Linked DNA regions of Mus musculus: region 2 is linked to region 1. A link is a contact called in public HiChIP or PLAC-seq data. All regions are on one chromosome and are shown on one strand. The core of a region is the stretch at or near the end of the contact, and the rest is flanking DNA. Distances in the headings are between cores, read along the strand shown.

Evidence for each region. HiChIP or PLAC-seq counts read pairs in DNA pulled down with a chosen protein or histone mark.
Region 2: a contact with region 1 is called in an H3K4me3 HiChIP or PLAC-seq map of the 230-238 cell line, with 2.1 times the contacts expected there. The contact joins two enhancer-like sites. A contact is called at or near these places in 1 of 15 datasets of contacts at CTCF or cohesin (pro-B cells), 17 of 484 Hi-C or Micro-C datasets (the C2C12 cell line, the C3H10T1/2 cell line, cerebral cortex and 10 more) and 6 of 115 datasets of contacts at active chromatin or transcription factors (the 230-238 cell line, a colorectal cancer cell line, embryonic fibroblasts and 3 more).

Annotation. Positions count from the first base shown.
Region 1 is chr16:57,659,988-57,663,209 of GRCm38.p6, forward strand. The region is part of intron 2 of Col8a1 (collagen, type VIII, alpha 1); the gene reads right to left. Among named protein-coding and RNA genes, the nearest start is that of Gm51269, 51 kb to the left of the region's middle. Within about 2 kb of position 1,899, at least 5 of the 459 cell types and tissues checked have an H3K27ac peak or open chromatin away from gene starts, as enhancers often do. A contact at or near this core is called in the 230-238 cell line, where this site is marked.
Region 2 is chr16:57,731,718-57,734,824 of GRCm38.p6, forward strand. All of the region lies in intron 1 of Col8a1 (collagen, type VIII, alpha 1), which reads right to left. Among named protein-coding and RNA genes, the nearest start is that of Col8a1, 21 kb to the right of the region's middle. Within about 2 kb of position 1,619, at least 9 of the 459 cell types and tissues checked have an H3K27ac peak or open chromatin away from gene starts, as enhancers often do. A contact at or near this core is called in the 230-238 cell line, where this site is marked.

The DNA.
Region 1 (3,222 bases), core at 649-3,148:
ATTAGGAGCTTGGAGAACTTTAGGCTGCTATGGTTTCTTAGGCCCCTACTCGATGATTGTCATTGGAACAAAGAAAGAGGAGATTGTTTTTATTCCAAAGAAAGCAAGACGTATTAGCCCAGCCAAAGAGATGTCTTGTCTAGGTCAAATCTCCACTACAAAGGCCATGACGACTTAGGAGCATACCAGAGTTCAGAGGCTGAGCAACTAGCTAAGTGAGTTCTTGGGTGGTATGTCATTTCAAGAAGCAGAAAAACAGTTACTGGGTACATAGATCCCAGGGAGTACAGTGGCTAAGTTCACATCTCAACTTGGAATTTGATTCCTTATTACTCAATATGATTAAAGGCGATGTGGTTGTTTTTGCTCATTTTGGTTTTTAAACAAATATATATTTGCCTCATGTTCCTCCTCTGTAAAAATAATGTTTAGATCCTAAGACATAGGAACAATTTAAGAGAATATTTGTAAAATGCTTCCATGGACTCTCACAGGGAGTAACAGCAATGCAGTAGCTATTGTTATGCTGTAATTACCAAGAGAAGCAGGAGTAGACGCAGACATGTAGACAGGCAAGAGAAGCCTCACTTGGAACAAATATAAACCCAAAGCACCCACCCCTGGCTCCCATTTTTCCAGGGGCCACGTCACTGTCTTTGTCTTGGTGTCTCTTTGAGAAGATATCATGTGCTATGCTTCTTCATTAGCTTTAGACCACTGGAGTAGGAAATCAGATGGCCAAACTTGTAATTCAAATTGCAAATTGCATAACCCTTAGTGCCATTGAGGTACAAAGACTTTGTCTTATATTAATCTATGGCTCTTGGGTCTCTAATTTTAGATGTTTTGAGATACATTTCATGGCTATGTGGAAGGATGAGTGAGATGTGGGAACAGGCTAATTCTCACTAGGCACTTATTGTTGGAAGGTCATTTCCAGGCATCACACAGATAGGGTGAACACCCTCTCTGATCCTTTCTTCTAGCCCCGGTTTCTCCAAGTTCCCTGGTGTAAGAAGTCAAGGGACGATGTTATGTAGAAATTATATCATTCTTGAAAATGCCCTGAATACCTAGAACTCTAAATCTGTCTTGATGATGTCAAGACCTTTCTAATACCTAAGTGGGATGTTGTCAGTATCCGGCTTCCTAAGATTGACTGTTCAACTGGGATATGCATCCTTGGAAAACACATGGTGCCCAGGAGCACCATATTTTCTGGGTGTTGTGAATGAAGCTTAGCTGGGTGGTCACATGCACAGCTTGGAAATCTGTTGTGGTACCTGGCAGAGCTGAAGATGGGAGCAGAGAACCTGGGGGAGGGGAGCAATTTGCTCTTCCCAAATCTCTATACCCTGATGCATAATTGGAAGAAATCTGAAAACTTTTAATTTGAATTTGGCCTTCCAGGTAGTTATGAAGGTGCATTGCATGACCATGACCATAACAAGGACATAAGTGGTGGACACACACACACACACACACACATTAAAATGCCTCTAACTACCTTTGCCAATACAGAAGTGCTGAAGAATCAGTGCATCAATTCAAATTCAAGAGCGAAATATGAGAATGTCTACTGTTCATTTTTCTGTTATCTTGAAAATGAGATCTCTGGGGAAAAGAATATGATTATACAAGTAAATCAAAACCATAGTGGGATAGTTTCATGAGAAGAAAAACCTAGAAGAAAGCAGAGACACAATCCCTAGAGGTCAATTGTTCCAAAGATGGTGTGTGTCTATTCTCTGTCAGCCAGAGCTGTGATATCTGAAAATGATGGCTGAAATAGCTGAAATTCTTATGAAAAAGTTCCAGGAAACCTTGGGGCTTCTGGGAAGCATATGCGAAACCAAGAATATTTCATTTTCTGTAAAAGTTACATGGACCGGAACAAAGTGTTAAGACATCAGCCAGGTGTGACACATTGTCTGTTTTCATTTTTTTTCCCTTAGGTTTTCTTAGATCTGAGAGAGGGGCGGGCCTTCATTGTCTCCTTTGGGTTATTTGGGGAAATGTGTGGAGTCCATTCCTGCTTTATGAGGTGGCACTGCTGAGATGCTCTTTGGAGGCTTTAGTAAGAAAGCCCTATGCTGCTCATGGCTCTGTATGGAAAGTGCAGTAGGGCCCACCTTCCATAAAGAGGACCAATCTTTGGCTAAACATATGGGAGTAGCTTCGCACCTGCTGTGCTGCAGAGACCTAGATTAACTCCTCTTATCCGACCCTACTTTCGTATTTGACTAAGATCTCCTTTGATGAGAGAACCTCAGTCTCTCCACTTATAATCATTGTGGTCTCTGGTGAACCAGACCACTCTCATGGAGCCTCAGTTTCTCCAGGCATAGAATGAAAGCTGGGGTAGCCCTGTCTCTGAGGGTTTATAAAACTGCAAACATAGTGCCCTCTTCACTTCTGATATGTTCCTCTGTTTTTTGAGTTCTTTTAATGTCAACTATAGTATTTGGAAAGTTGTCTTATATCAGGAACCTTTGACTGATCTTTTTGCTTGAACAAAACAGTCTCTTCTTACTCAGTACCCATGGCTACATTCACACCATGCAGGCCTAGCTCTGGAGTGAAAGGAAGGCCAACGTGAAATGAGGAGTTGCTCTGTGACTATTTTATACCTCTTCTCCAAGGAACTCCTGAGTGAGAAATGCATCTGGCTCCCATTTCCTGTAGAACTTTGCTTATTTGAAATGTTTAAGAAATCAATTGATCCAACTTCAAACAGGCTAGATTTCGCTGGCTGTGTAAAAGCTCAGACCTCCTTTTGTGTCACTCCCAAGTCTGGGCTTCACAAACATCCAGTTCCCTCATCCTTTACCAGAGGACTTCTTCCTGGCCATTGCTCCTTCGTGCTGAGCCAAGTGTCAGGCTGGGAAAGGAGGCAATAAATCTCTGTGATTCTTCATATCTGGAATTTTCCCTGTTGCTTCTGATAAGGAAATGACCGAGGCCCTCAGCTCTATGCACAGAGCTCAGAGAAATTTAGTAACCAAATCATGTTTTGCTCACAAAAGGGAAAGCAAAATGTGCTAAACTTGGCTTTGAGTTTATCCAGGTGGTTTTCAGAGGACCTGGGGGAAATTATCTCTGCTCTTGACTAATTTGTACTTAGAAATTTTAAAAATGAAAACAAATTCCTAAATTTTAAATATTTTGACTAAATATTTCTCAATGGGAAGAAAGTAGCAACATTTTTGTCCCATGTAGATG
Region 2 (3,107 bases), core at 369-2,868, 71 kb after region 1:
CATTACTAATGTAGTTAATATCTTTCTTCTCTCTAAACACAGGAGAAAAATACTACGGGAAGGTTACCAAGAATGAATGTTAATGTAAACTATAGATTCTGGATAGTAACAATGTATCAATGTAGGCTTATCAATTGTAGAAAAAAATGCCATTCTAATGATACCTTTTCATGTGTATTTTGGCCTTTTGTATATTTCTTTGAAGAAACATATTTAATTATTTGTTATTCATTATGTTTTTATTGCTGTTTATTTGATGTATCCTTTTTATATTTAGAATACCATTTCATGTTTAGGTCTCTGACTTTTAAGTATTTCCTCCCATTCTGTAGGCTGCCTTTTCCTTCTGTGTCTTTTTGTAAACACCGATATTTTTGTTTCACAAATGCACACAGTTGGGTCATTGTATATGCATCCTGTGTATATGTGGACTAGATTCTTGAAGTGTAGTTACTAATCTATCTATAAAAGTTGTACCAACTTAGACTTTGTAATTATTAAGAGTCTATGACTGTTCCCGTCTTGATTTTCTTTTCCTTTTTTTAAATATATTTTTTATTAGGTATTTTCCTCATTTACATTTCCAATGCTATCCCAAAAGCCCCCCATACCCTCCAATCCCCACTCCCCTACCCACCCACTCCCACTTTTTGGCCCTGGCGTTCCCCTGCACTGGGGCATATAAAGTTTACAAGTCTAATGGGCCTCTCTTTCCAGTGATGGCCGACTCGGCCATCTTTTGATACATATGCAGCTAGAGTCAAGAGCTCCGGGGTACTGGTTTGATTTTCTTTTCAACACAGAAGAAATCTACTTTAGACACTGGCATAGAGATTGAAAAAGGTTATTTCTACACATTGCCATTGAGTCCATAAACCTGTTTAATTATAGTTAACTATTAAAGAAATTTCAGTCATTTCATATTTCTTAGAATTTAAAAAGGTACATTAGATTAAAATATATAACTCATATGTTGGTATTGCTTCTATCCCTAGGGTTAAAATCCATTATTTAATTTTTATTAATGGCTTTATAGCTAGCACTTTATGTAAAATGATTTTTAATAAATCTTGCTATTTTATAATGCAAATATAAAAGTCCATTCCAATTTGTAGTTAGTGTGGTTTTACAAGAAGCCAGTATACCATACTGATTCAATAATACATGTCAAGGAACCAATCTCAGGTCTTAGAATTCTTCCCATTGTGAGCATCACTGTGGCACTACGTACCTTCCAAGTTCAAGTACTGGGAAGGCCATGTGATTACATGGATATGACAGGAATTCTGGGGGAAGATGGTGCTGCAATTGAGAACAAGATTTTGCTAAGAAAGATATTTCCTTTGAGGTTACGCTTTAGAAACAAAAATTACAGAATGACAGTCATGCTTTTAGATCTTGAGACCAGACAGAGAGAGGGTACTTGGCTTTCCCCTCTTCAGCCACCCCACCTGTACACAGAGGTTTCCACACTGAAACTAGCACAGTGATGCAAACACACACGCAGTGTGTGTATCTCCTCTCCTTCCTCTTGCTGGGACTTTCTGTACAGAGCACTTATGAGGCACTACTGAGTTTTCCTGAGTCTGGGTTGGAACGTAATGCCTTACGGTTCCTGCAGTCCTCTGTTGCAGTTTATTAAAACCCAGAGAAGTTGGACTTGCTGTTTCCATATGGCTTTCCTAGTTTATTGGCTCCATTTGCTTGTAAAATATGTTTTCAATTACACATAAAACATTTGATGCAGACTACTTTGGGAAAGTCAAGATGTATTGTTTTTCTTGCCCACAGCACATGCATTTTGTTTTATCAGGAACTTAAGGTGGAGTGCACTGACGTCAAATGGTCAGTGATGGGACAGGGTCTGGGGAGGAAGGTGAAGGATGATCTTAAGCTATAAATAATAGAGGAGCCACAGAAAGTGAGTGTTTATTCTGGACTCACTGAAAGCATAACAGATTGTAGGCATGACCATAAATGACAAAAATATATGTAAAACCCAAAGGAAAAAGTGAGACCATTTGGAACACATGATCAAAACAGGAAACACTGGTTTGAAGTGAACCTCTCTTCCTCATATAGAACTTTCTAGATTTTTTTTTTTGGTCAGTCAACCATATCTAATTATTTTTCTCTGAAAGCAATGTAAAATTGGAAAGGGCTTTAAAACCATGGTCTCAGTGGGACCTGTTTGTCTTTCTTAGAGGAGTAATCATTTATAGTGAATTAATAGTTATTATTAGCACTTTGTCCAGGTCCTGGGCAACGGATTGCTTTATTAAATGTTCATCTGTCCAGACAAAACATTCAGATGGATTTTACTGGGCCATGCCTCAAACAGGAGAAAGAAGGCAACAGTGAGAAATCAAGTGGGGAGGACTAAAGTCCCATGAACCCCTTCTCTACACAACTCTTACTGGAACATCTAGGGGTCAACCATGAGTCAACTGGGCATTAGCACATCACAGATAAAGCAGAGAAAGGCAGTCTAATAGTGTAATACATGCACATAGACACTCATGCATGTACACATGCACACATGCATGCACGCACACACACAGGCCTATGATCTCACTGTTTAGTTAACTGTCATCAGAAAAGAGGTGTTTACTCCTTATTCTCGCTTCCGTGGTCAGCCAGTGACTATTTTGTTTCACTTCTGGCTTAGAAGTCTAGAGCATCTAGAATTACAGAGAATGCTTGTTAAAAATTCAGATTTCTGGCCACTAACCCAGCATGAGATTCAACAGGACTAGTCAGGGACATGGAATCATGCTGTGACTGGCCCTTGGACCAAACTTGAGCCCCACTGAGGAACTCCCTGGGATGAAGATGAGAGAGAGTGGCCAAGTGTTGTGATGACCAGGTTTATTTTCATTATGGGTAAGGTACGGTCTTAGACATTTACTTTATACCTTGTTTTAGTGGTTAATCTGGATCGTCAACCTGACTAGATCAGGTATCATCCAGGGTATTAGTTATGGAGGCACACCTCTGGATAACACCGTACATACATTTCCAGATGGGAGTAACTGAGGGAGAAGACCCATCCTGAATGCTGGGAAGCACCATCTCCTAGATTGGGAATAGGGATTGCAGAAAAGGAA